2 separate regions of the Mus musculus genome follow, and region 2 is linked to region 1. The links are chromatin contacts, called in public Hi-C maps. All regions are on one chromosome and are shown on one strand. Each heading gives the region's core, a stretch centred on a gene start, on an enhancer-like site or on the middle of the called end of the contact. The rest is flanking DNA. Distances are from core to core; before and after follow the strand shown.

Region 1 (5,593 bases), core at 898-3,397:
AACTATTTATACTGTGAATACCTGATAGGGAACATAAATAAGAGGGGCTATAAATCACCAAGCTGTAAATGACTAAGCTACTTGGCTCTCTGAAGATTTGCACACCTTTTGTCGCTTCCTTCAGTAAATGCTCTTGTGGAGCTGGGTTTCCTAAACACATCAGCACTATCCCTAGGCCCTCAGAGCTTCAAGACAAATTATTATTGAAGTAGAGTTGACATTATTATGTTTCAAAAACAATCTTCACATCACACTATGGTAATCTACCCATAAGTGCAAACTATGAGTCAAGTAGTTGTTATTTTTTACTTAATTTTCCCACCTGGGAACTCAACTTGGGTCCTCTAGTGCAGCAAGTGTTCTTAACTGCTGAGTTATCTCTCCAGCCCTTAGATTTTTTTTCCCACCCGAATGCTCTTTTAAAATCACTCACATTCCTAAGAGAAACCTTAATATTAACTCTAGTAAAAGTAATTACACAGTGCTATGCTCATGGTGACTTTGGTAGTCAAGGTAACTGCAACAATCTCCTTCTCATTTCATGCCAGTGGTTCATGAGGGAAGTTGTTGTATTGAATGTTATTTTGGAGGACGCTGGGATCAAACGCTGAGCCTTATGAAAGCAACTTTGCTAACTGTGCTACACCTCATACTTAGTATCTTGTTATCAATCATTAAGAATCTGCTGTGAATTAAATTCCCCCAAGACAGGTTTCTCTCTGTATTTAGTCAGTGTTTTGTCAGAGCAGAGAAGGAGACGGAACTCAGGACATCCACAAGAAATTCCCAAAATGTCTTGTTGCCAAAGACATTGTTTTTTTTTTTTTTTTTTAAATCAAAGCTATTATTAGTCTTGAGACAGTGTTAACTGAAGCATCTCCAAGTGGGTTTTGCTCACGATGCTGATTGAGGAGATAGGTCTGGAGGTCTTCAAGGCAGAGACTGCAGGATAGTAACTGTTGTAGACACTGCTCATTTTGAGCCTTAAAACATTCGTTTTTAAGTTTTCTGAAAATATCAGGGAGACAGTTTAATGAGGTAGCATGCTTAATAGCAGGAGATAACTCAGGGCATTTGCTGCTCATGGTTTAGGGCCAGTGGAGAACTGGAAATGAGCTAACTCAGAGAGGAGAGAATCCAGAGCTCTAAACCAAGTGGGTAAGGCAGATAAGAGTACAGGCAGCCTCACCTGGAAGGGTTTGGGGTCTAGCTTCATCAGGCATGGAGCCTATCCTAAGTACAGCATCAGGCAATTTATCGCCTTTTCTTGTAGTACCAGGACACCAAGGAAACTTACCTGTAAAATATTCTCCAAATTCTTGTTCTAGTTTAATCGCCCGGTCATAAGTTTTCTTGGCTTGTTCCTCTGTCAGACGCTTATTCATCTCCCTGAGAAAATGAGGGTTTGATATCAGGACACAAAGAGAGTATACCAAATTTCCACAATTTTACAATGACCCCTACAGGAGGCAGAGTTTAATCCTCGTAGCTGTTAAGGCTTCATCTTGGACCGACCCATTGGTGGAACCATTTCAGCCGCTGAGGGTTAGGTGCTAGGGTGCCCACTCGCCTGGAGGACAGGCTTCATGTGCAGCACAGGGCTGAGGCAAGGCAGAACCTGTCTCCTTGCCATCTGTGGCCTCTGTTTCCTTCCCTGCAGTCCCTAGAGCAGGATTATAAACTTCCTCTCCAGCAGGCCCTAGAGTATTTAAATGGAGTACTATGTGTCCCTTGAGGTTCCTCCTCATCAGAACAAACTGCCCTTCAACGACTTCTCTGTTGTATTTCTAAACTCAAACTTCCTTTGTTGGACATTTCCACATCTCCAAAATACACATAGGGCATGAATTGAAGACACTCTTCCAGAAGTGGTCAGAAGGAGGAAAGATGAACATATATCTGGGTTTGTTAGGTAGCACTATACTCAAGAGAACTAGCCTGGTTTCTTCTCAGGTTCCTCCTTTATAAAAGGATTAATATCTTGCTTTCATCCCTCTTAGGGTTTATTGTTCACCCCCCATGCAAGTCTGGTAAGCAGAAACCCACAGAGCTTCCTGAGGATTATGCAGAGTGGAGCAGATCCCAGAGGAGTTATGTAGCTCTAACTACTCAACTTGTACAAACACTGAGTCATGCCCATAGTGACAAGAACTCTAGACTTCCTGTTCTTGTGACCAAATGACAGCACAAGTGTCTGCTGAGGGACTGGTATACACTGGATACAGAGTCACCAAAAGTGCTGGGACCACAGTATTTCCAAATAGGACTATAACTGAGTTACTTAATCAAATGGTGAACTAGGATAGAGGAGCTTGGTCTAGAAGGATCTCTAATGTAGGGTGAAGGGTACAGTCAGATAGAAGGAATAGCCTCTAATCTTTAATACTATTCTAGGGTCAATGTGGTTGACAGAAAATAGTTGACTATTTTAAGTGGTTAATAGGGATTTAGTGTGATCTCAAGAATGATTCAAAGTAAAGAATGTTCAAGGATTCTGATCTGTCCATTACATTTTGTATTTATGAATCAAAATATTATACCATATCCCATCAACTCATAGAATTACCACTTGTAAATTAAAATGTATTTAAAAGGTAAAAACAAAAAAAAGAAACCATGATGGCTGCTTGATTTTTTGTTCAGGTAGGAAAATGGATTATAAAGGAGTTACGGCTATGACTGTCTTTTCTATTAACCTGGTTTATCATTAACTATATAGAAGAATGTTGTTTGATCTTCTGGTAACTAAAGTGCAATGTAATCTAGTCTCAAGGACAAGAAGGTGGGAAGGAAAATGGATATTTTTCTAATTCTCTCTAAAATCAATTTATTGATTCCTAACCCCATATTGGTATTATCTTCCCAGAGCCTCTAGCACTGAAAGTAGAGGTCCAATCAAATGAAAAGACATTTTTATTGGCTGGGTAGGTACATTTCTGAAAGTATTGGGGCCTTGTATGTCACTTGAACACCAGAGATCCAGGTTTGGAATCCCTAGGCTTAGTCATTCCCTTTCCCAGTGCAAGTTATGGGGGCTTGAAGTGGAGAAGTGGCTTCCTTAAGGTTGTCTATAAAGTAATCAGGAGTTCTACAGTAAAAAATTGAGCCCCTTTCTAAACCACAGTCAACCATGCCATATTATACCAAAGCTTGGTACCTTCTGAAACATGGTTATGTGAAGAAAGAAGTTGGACATGGGTTTCGATGTTACTGAGAACTGAAGTACAAAGTAAGATTTCACTAACCTTTGTTGTTATAAGTATTCTCATTACATTTTACAGAGTTCATACCTAAGCTTTAGGTTCTTTGAGGGAGAAGCCTATGGCTTGTTTATTACCATATGACATGAGCTTGATTCAATAACTGTCAAATGAGTGAGTGGAGGACTAAGTGGTGAATGAGGGAAATAAATATGGTTATGTCATAGATGCCAGTAGAGGAACACACAATGCATCATGGGTTCAAAGCCACAAAAGACCATTAATGGGGATAGGGTACTCAGACACAGGAAAACTTCCCATTGCTATGGGGTAGGTACAGAAGTTCAGGAGGCAGCATATTATGAAACTATCTCTTTCACATACGCCCTTGAATTTGTGTTCCTCTTCAGAGGCAGCTGTGTGCTTGCTCTCTGTGGATGATGAACAGGAGAGGTAATGTGTGTGATGGTGTGTCACTGTCTTGCTGTGACAGCTGCTATGCTCTGGTTCCAGCTGACCGAGCTTTGCTCCTTCCTGGGGAATGGGCAATTCAAGAGAGCATTGCTCCTGAAGTAAAAGCCCCAGGAAAGAGTGAGCCACAAACAGCCTTTAGTAATGAGATTGCACCAGGCTGAGTGTCAGCATCACTGCAGTGGAGATCCATGGGTATGGCTACAGCAAATTATGCCAAGGACACTGTCCTCATTGTGGCATCCAGCCTTTGGCATGCTTAGTTTTCCTTGGTGATAAGTGTCTGTGACAGGGCCCTAAGGCAGAACTGCATGAATCATCTGGTAGTTATGGAAGGAAGTAGATCTTCCATTGAGCACCAGATGGGCTGTCTCCCAGCGTCACACTGGACCAAATGTGCCACTGCTTTTGGTCCCTCAGGCTTTCCTTCCCTAGGAAGTCATCCCTCTCTTGTGTGTTTATGATGTGGATTAATTTCTATTTCTGAAATGAGCTTTTATGATGCTGTTCCCAAGAGGAGAGTGCCACTTTTCTTCTCATAAGATTAACATTGCATGGCTTTGTGTAGCGGTTTACAGATTATAAATCACGTTTATATAATGACATTGTGGTCACTTAACTAACTTTATGAAACACCGCCCACAGAAAAAGTTTAACTCGTGCCGTTAGAACACCATTTTATCATCAATACACATTTCCTATGTGGTAATTGGGGTTAATGTTCTTTATGTTTATTTACTTCCTAGTTTTATTTTTCTGTTTTGTCAAAAACCCTTGTCTACCTTTACTTCTGGGGATGTACTCTGTTTTTAGGATACAACTCTGATGATTTCCCCAGAGGTCAACTATGTGTTTGAAGTTTATCCTCCCAGCTGCCAGTCCAACTACTGTGGTTCAATTTGCAGCTTCGTCCTCAGAGGAGACCAAACAGGTAGCTGATATCCTCAGAAAACAATGGCTTCCATCTCTGGGAATAAGTACCTTCTATTTTTACCATCTTTCCATAAGCATTGTTTTCCAGCGTGCTGTGTATGGTTCAGCCCAACAACATTCTCCCAAGGCTTGGTTTGCCTCTCCTGGAGGCAGTGCTGAAGCCAGGCTCTTGTAACAGAGGCCTTGACCTCATCTCTGGCTTTCTCCAGGAAGCTGCTTATGTGTTTTATGAGGATAACACATTGAATTAGTGGTTCATAAAAAGTAACCCTGTATATTTTGCAATAATAATAATATTTCCTGAGTACTTACTATGTACTAAGGACTAAATGAGCCTCTGTGACATTGTTCAACCTTGTGGAGCTCAAGCAACTCGGGCTAAGATTATATGAAGGATCATTGGTTAAAAGAAAAGTTGGCCTTATTGTCCACTTTTCATGTCTCTGCTTGCTGCCTCTTTGCTCTGCTACCGTTCCCTACAGTAGCCTCACTGCTGTGTGGGAACTGTCAGATCATGGATATCCGCCTAATTTGCTGACTGGTTTGGAAGAGAAGTATTTTACTAGACCTTTGAAAATGCTTTGAAACAACATCAGAACCATGTTGTTCCCACGCTTACGTATTTATATAGATGTGGAGTGATGAATTAAGGATATAGTCATGTCCCTAGGGAAGGCTCTGTGAAGAACCAGTGTCTGCATGTCTTAAGGCAGAGTCAGAATTTTATTAAAGGCAATGTGGAATGTCAATGGAAAATTCTGAAACACTCTTTGTATTCTTTATAAAAAACAAAATAACTCATTTCAAGATTTACCTGTGAAACTGTTCTCAAAGTTAAGAAACAATACAAAGATGATAGTCTTCTGTGATTGATAAAAACTAAAATGGAAACTAAAATAACTGCCCAATCCCTCCATAAACCTCTTAGACCAAATGAAGCTGCTAACAAATAGAAAATGTGAAGGTGAAAACAATTTGTAAAGTAGTGA
Region 2 (5,352 bases), core at 1,114-3,613, 120 kb before region 1:
TATTTGTATATTTGTATGTGGATGTATGTATGTGGGTGTGTGCATGTAGAAGTATGTGTGGAGGTCAGAGGTCAGCTTTCAGGACTTGGCTCTCTTCTTCCATCACATGAGTCCCAGGACCAAACCCAGCTCATCAGGCTTGGCAATAATACCTCTGCCTGCAGACTTATCTCGCCTGGTACCAGCTTGTTATTTTTCTATAAAAATTCAAAGAATTAAAGCATATATTCTCAGGGAGTAGGTGGTGGTACATGCCTTTAATCCCAACACTCGGGAGGTGGAGACAGGTGGATCTCTGTGAGTTCAAGGCCAGCCCGCTCTTCAGCTCAAGGACAGCTAAGATTACACAGTGAAACTCATTTCAAACTAACAACTCCAAAGAACATATTCTTACATTATAGTCTAGTGGCATAATGTATATGTTGCTTCAGAGAATCTTGGCAAATTAAATGAACTAACAAAAATGCTTCCTCTCCACCTGAGGACTGATTCAGTACTTCTGGTCATAAGGCTTGGCAATCTGTACTTAGAAGAATCAATCATCTGTAGTGTTTCTGATGTACTGCTAAGTGTGGATAGTAACAAATGAAGACTGCAGCACCATCGACAAAAACGTAGACAAATCACGGCTTCCTCTGCATCTCACCATCTACTTGAAAATAACTATACTGTGGTATTTCCATGGGATAAGGACCAACTTTCAAATTTGCTAGACTATTGACATTTGTCTATAGTAAGCAGTAAATACTTGTTACACTGAACAGGGACACAAACCATGCACTAATTTTAAGGGGAGACAAGATTTCCTCAAGAGTAACCAGACTTCAAGTGGAATAACTTGAAAATTGTACCAAAATATTAACATTTTTCTGGGGTGTTATATTTTTGGTAAAAGTACACAGATAAGTTGAGATTTGAATTATTTCATCAGATTCAAAACAATGCTACCCCTTTGTGTGTGAGGGCACACATACCTAAGGAGAGAACAGAGGAGGTCTTTGTATCCTGCTCTGTCATGCCCTTCCTAAGTCTTTGATAGGGCAGCTTTTATTGAACCTGGAAGTGGCTGGGGGTTCAACTTTGTGTTGTTATGCTTGTGTGCAGCACAAGTTTCTACCAGTGGACCCACCTCGCCACCCTTTTCTGAAAAGTCCACCAGAATGTGTATTTATAATAACTACCTAAATATGGATTCAAAGATGTGACTAATTCTAGCAGCTAAACAGTAGCCTTGCAAGGGCAGCCTTGATTGAAAGTCAGCGGAACAAATACAATTAAATAACAGGGTGAAAACAAAACAGTGGCAAACAACAAAACCACACAAGTGTGGAGGGCGGAGAAGTGTTTTTGGGTACTGAATAACTCAGTTTATCATCATACACAGATCCAGGAAGAACGAAATGTGGAGGTTGGGATGCCTTTTACGGCGGAAAAACTGAAAAGCACAAGTATAAAAAAAAGCCTTGGAAATAGTTCTCAGAGTAAAGTAAGATATTCTCCAGGATATACAGACTAACAAAGTGTTTGGAAACGCATAGGTTCCAGGACACTTAAAAAACAAAACAAAACCCTACTATGTGATTTGTAAATCAGAACACCCGCAAACTACCTAAGAGTTCATAAATGGAGACGGAACCCCGCCCCGCGCCCCCACCAACTCAAGCCGAGAGGAGGCGCAGGTCCGCAGGGGCTGGGTCTAGGAGGAAGGAAGCCCTCCAGCCAGACCCTGTCTGGAACGCCCAAGACCCACCATCCCCGGAGCTCGCGGGTGGCTCTGCGCGGGTGGGCGGGGCCCTGCAGGGGGTGTGTCACTCTCGCGGACGCCTGAGCGGGCACACCCGCCCGAACCTTCTCCCTGAGCGAGTCTTCGTCTCACCTCTCCGCAGGGCGGGTGACAGACGCCCATGAGGAGTTGAAGTCCAGCGGATTCCGCCGCCGTCAGGGCGCAGGAACCGCCAAATCCAGCGGCTCCTCATAGTCTCGGAGCCCCGCAGGTCAGCAAGGGGAAGCGGAATACGCGTTGATTTTCGCTGAGGCTTTCGGACAATGAAGTCCTCTCACCATCAGGATGCTGGGAAATGTAGTTTCCGGTCTGTCACCAAAGCACCTACTTGAGAGGTTTTTCTTCTACAAAGCTAGGCCTCTTCACAGAGCCACACTTAACACGACTCAGAGCTTATCCCCCTAGCACATCGCCCTTTTCCCATCTCTTCCCGCCTTTACCGCCCTAAGAAAGCGGGGTCTTGGAGAACCTTCTGGCGCCCATTTGCGGGCGGCGAGTTAGTCCCGCAGCAAGCTTCCCAGACCGAATCCAGCGTAGCAGCATAGCATCATGGGACCCGCAGTCCTTGCTGCTGAGGATTGTGGGGATGAGACCGCGTTGTAGCATCGACCAGTGCCCGTGGAAGTCCAAAGCGTATCACACACTTGCAGTTTCGCGTCTCTCTGCTTGGCCCTCTGGTGCACTGGAGGACCAACTGTTTTAGGCCTTTTCTTCAGGGAAACGAAAATTCTCCATTTCCTGGGTCGGCATTGTTCATGATTTAACATTCTCCAACTTCAGTTACCAAAGTCATTGCCCCACCTGGTAAAACCTTGAAAGCAATGTACTAACTAGTCTGTCGCTTACCCAGATTGCAACTTTGTGGGAATCAGCTACCCACCAGCCACCATTTCAAGCACTGAAGCTCATTAAAAACAAAACTTGGTTCCCACCAGCAAGCACTTTAGTAGATTACACATAGAAGGAAATTAAAATGATTCTGTCGTGGGTACTAGGGACAGAGACAGGAGAGACAGTTCTCCTGGGCTGCCAGGTGGGTCCCTGGTATTCAAGCGAAGCACTCTAGACTTTAAAATATTTTCCAATTTCATTTTCAGAAATATCTGAATGCCAGCTAGGTTTAAAGATTAATAATTCGAAGAACAAAGAAAGAATTCCAACAACAATTTAAGTTCTTACTGTACAGGATTTTTTTCCCAGGCTATGTGGGGATTATAAGGATTTCTGCTCTCCAAGTGAAAGACCCACAACATGAGGACTCCCCCACGTTCTGACTCAGGAGAGGCGACACCCCAAATCACGCATGAGAAACGGTCTTGCTGCAAACTGCAAGAGGACTTTTAATTCAAGAGTGCTCTCGGGACCACAGTAATACACCACGCAGGGGTAGAGGTCCCTGGCGCCCCAAGTAGCTGGGTAAGGGGGTATTTAAAGGAAGAAACCACAACTCAAGGAAGTGGGGAAGGCATTGTTGGAAAATACCAAAGATACCAGTTAAGAGTCAAAAGGAAGTGCAAAGTCACAAGAGTCACAAGGAATACCTGGTAATTGTTCGGGTTATCTCTCAAGACAGTTTCTAAGAGCCCCTAACAATGGCACATTTGCATAGCGGGTTCCAGCAATGGTCAGGGGGGGGGGGTCAGGGTAACTTTCTTTGAATGAACACTCTTTGAACCCAGGAAGCGGTGGGTAGAGGAATGTCTGTTTTATGACTAGCATACCTTGGAGCATTGAGTCACATTCCCAAGCCTGGGCCTAAAGGCCCAGAATTTTGCTTTTATATTTTTTCACAAGAACTTGTAATAGAAAAACAGGAGAAGGTAGAGAATAAGGAAACAGTAATATCTTAGTATCATGTAAGTTTTTAAACAATTAATCTTCTAGTCCAGCTGAGAGTGGGATGTTGGCCATATTTGCAATAGCCAAGCTATAGAGAAAGCCTAGGTGCCCATCAACAAATGAATAAGAATTATTATGTGTACAATGGAGTTTTATTTAGTTATAAAGAAAATCAAGGGCAGGAGAGGTGGCTCAGCCATTAAGAGCATTGACTACTCTTCCAGAGGTCCTGAGTTCAGTTCCCAGAAACCACATGGTGGCTCACAACCGTTTGTAATGGGATCCGATGCTCTTTTCTGGTGTGTCTGAACACAGCTACAGTGTACTCATATACATAATTTTTTAAAAAAGGAAATCAAATTCATGACATTGGGGTGGGAGTGGGGGAACGGGAGAGTATCATATTAAGCAAAGTAAGGCAGATACACAAATACAAACATCCCGTGTGTTTCCTCATATGTGCAATCTAGCGGTGTGTATATGTAAGGCATAAAATAGAAGGGGAGGGACTATTAGGAAAGAGAAAGGGGAGAGTAGCAGGAGCAGGTAATGGGGACTAAACAAGCATAAAGTCATTATACTTTTGAAAAGGAATGCCATTACTAAACCCATCATGTGTACAGTGAATGTACACTAATAAAAGAATTTAGAAAAGATGGGAGAAGTAGGATTCAAACATGTTTTCAAGGATTTCTAGTAAGCAGAGATAATAGGACCCAAAGAGAGGGTTAGAGTGAGCAGGCACAAGTTATTAATCCCGTTCTTATTTGTGGCCTTTGCATACAATGCTTTTGAAGCTTGGAGAAAATTTTCTAATGTATTAGATCAACTTCTTCATAAAAGTCAGATCCCAGTTGAAATGCCTCCTTATTAAGCCTTTATGCCATGTGCACATTTGGTGCTTTAGTTAAGAACACAACCTTTTCCTGTCACGAGCTTATCTATGTCCTTCAGGAGGGTGGTAACCACATCTATTGCTATAGTCTCTAGTGCTTAGCATGGTGCCTGGCCCATAACAAGCCTTTGAAAAATATGCATTAAATGAATCTGTGAGTGATCATAATTTGGTAAAGAAACCTTTAGATGGGGCAAAGGAATACATGGACACTGGGTAGAATTAGAGAAAATAGAGGTGAAAAATGAATGAGTAAAGATTTTGAGTTTCATACAGCAGACTCAAGAAATTTTGAAAGTTTTTGAGCCACAATAAGTTAAGAGTCCATTTAAGTCTCTTCCCAGGAGTATTCACCAATGCGGGCAAAAGCATCATTTCCTGTGCCACTGGTGTGAAGTGGCCTGGGCATTGGAAATGCAGCTTCTCTGAAGTAGGCTAGTTTGTCCATAACTGAAAGGCTGGCAGCTTAGCAGAGGCAATGAGTGCCATTTTATCATCATGAAAGACCACTTTTATTACTTTTTACTTTTGTGCTCATCAAGTTTAGAGAAGTACTATTTTTTGCCAACCGCATATATAATAAAGCCATTACTACTTTTCCAGTTTTCAAGTAATTTGTGCTAAATTACCTCATTAGTGAGTGGGAGAGGAATAGTGCTGATTCAGGGCCACGGTGATAAATACCCAGCAGAAGGCAAAGATACTTGCTGGTTTCTTTGGTGGGCGTCCAGGCTCATCTCTACAATGACATAGCATGTTTAAACATTTGATCGCATATGTGGAAAACATGGGAAGGTTTCTGATCAAGACACACAGCACACACCACAGGACCCCT

Evidence for each region. A called contact is a pair of places that touch in the nucleus more often than the background predicts.
Region 2: a Hi-C map of granulocyte-monocyte progenitors shows a contact between it and region 1, with 4 times the contacts expected there. The contact joins the promoter of Ccdc90b here to the enhancer-like site in region 1. A contact is called at or near these places in 3 of 39 promoter capture datasets (the C10 cell line and pre-B cells) and 2 of 484 Hi-C or Micro-C datasets (granulocyte-monocyte progenitors and olfactory sensory neurons).

The regions. Positions count from the first base shown.
Region 1 is chr7:92,438,400-92,443,992 of GRCm38.p6, reverse strand. It overlaps Dlg2 (discs large MAGUK scaffold protein 2), which reads right to left. Exons shown (of 23, transcript NM_011807.3): 22 at 1,298-1,389. Among named protein-coding and RNA genes, the nearest start is that of Ccdc90b, 120 kb to the left of the region's middle. Within about 2 kb of position 2,147, at least 65 of the 459 cell types and tissues checked have an H3K27ac peak or open chromatin away from gene starts, as enhancers often do. A contact at or near this core is called in granulocyte-monocyte progenitors, olfactory sensory neurons and pre-B cells, where this site is marked.
Region 2 is chr7:92,558,160-92,563,511 of GRCm38.p6, reverse strand. Ccdc90b (coiled-coil domain containing 90B) reads right to left here and starts at 2,363. Exons shown (of 9, transcript NM_025515.3): 1 at 1,877-2,363. The coding sequence starts at 1,976.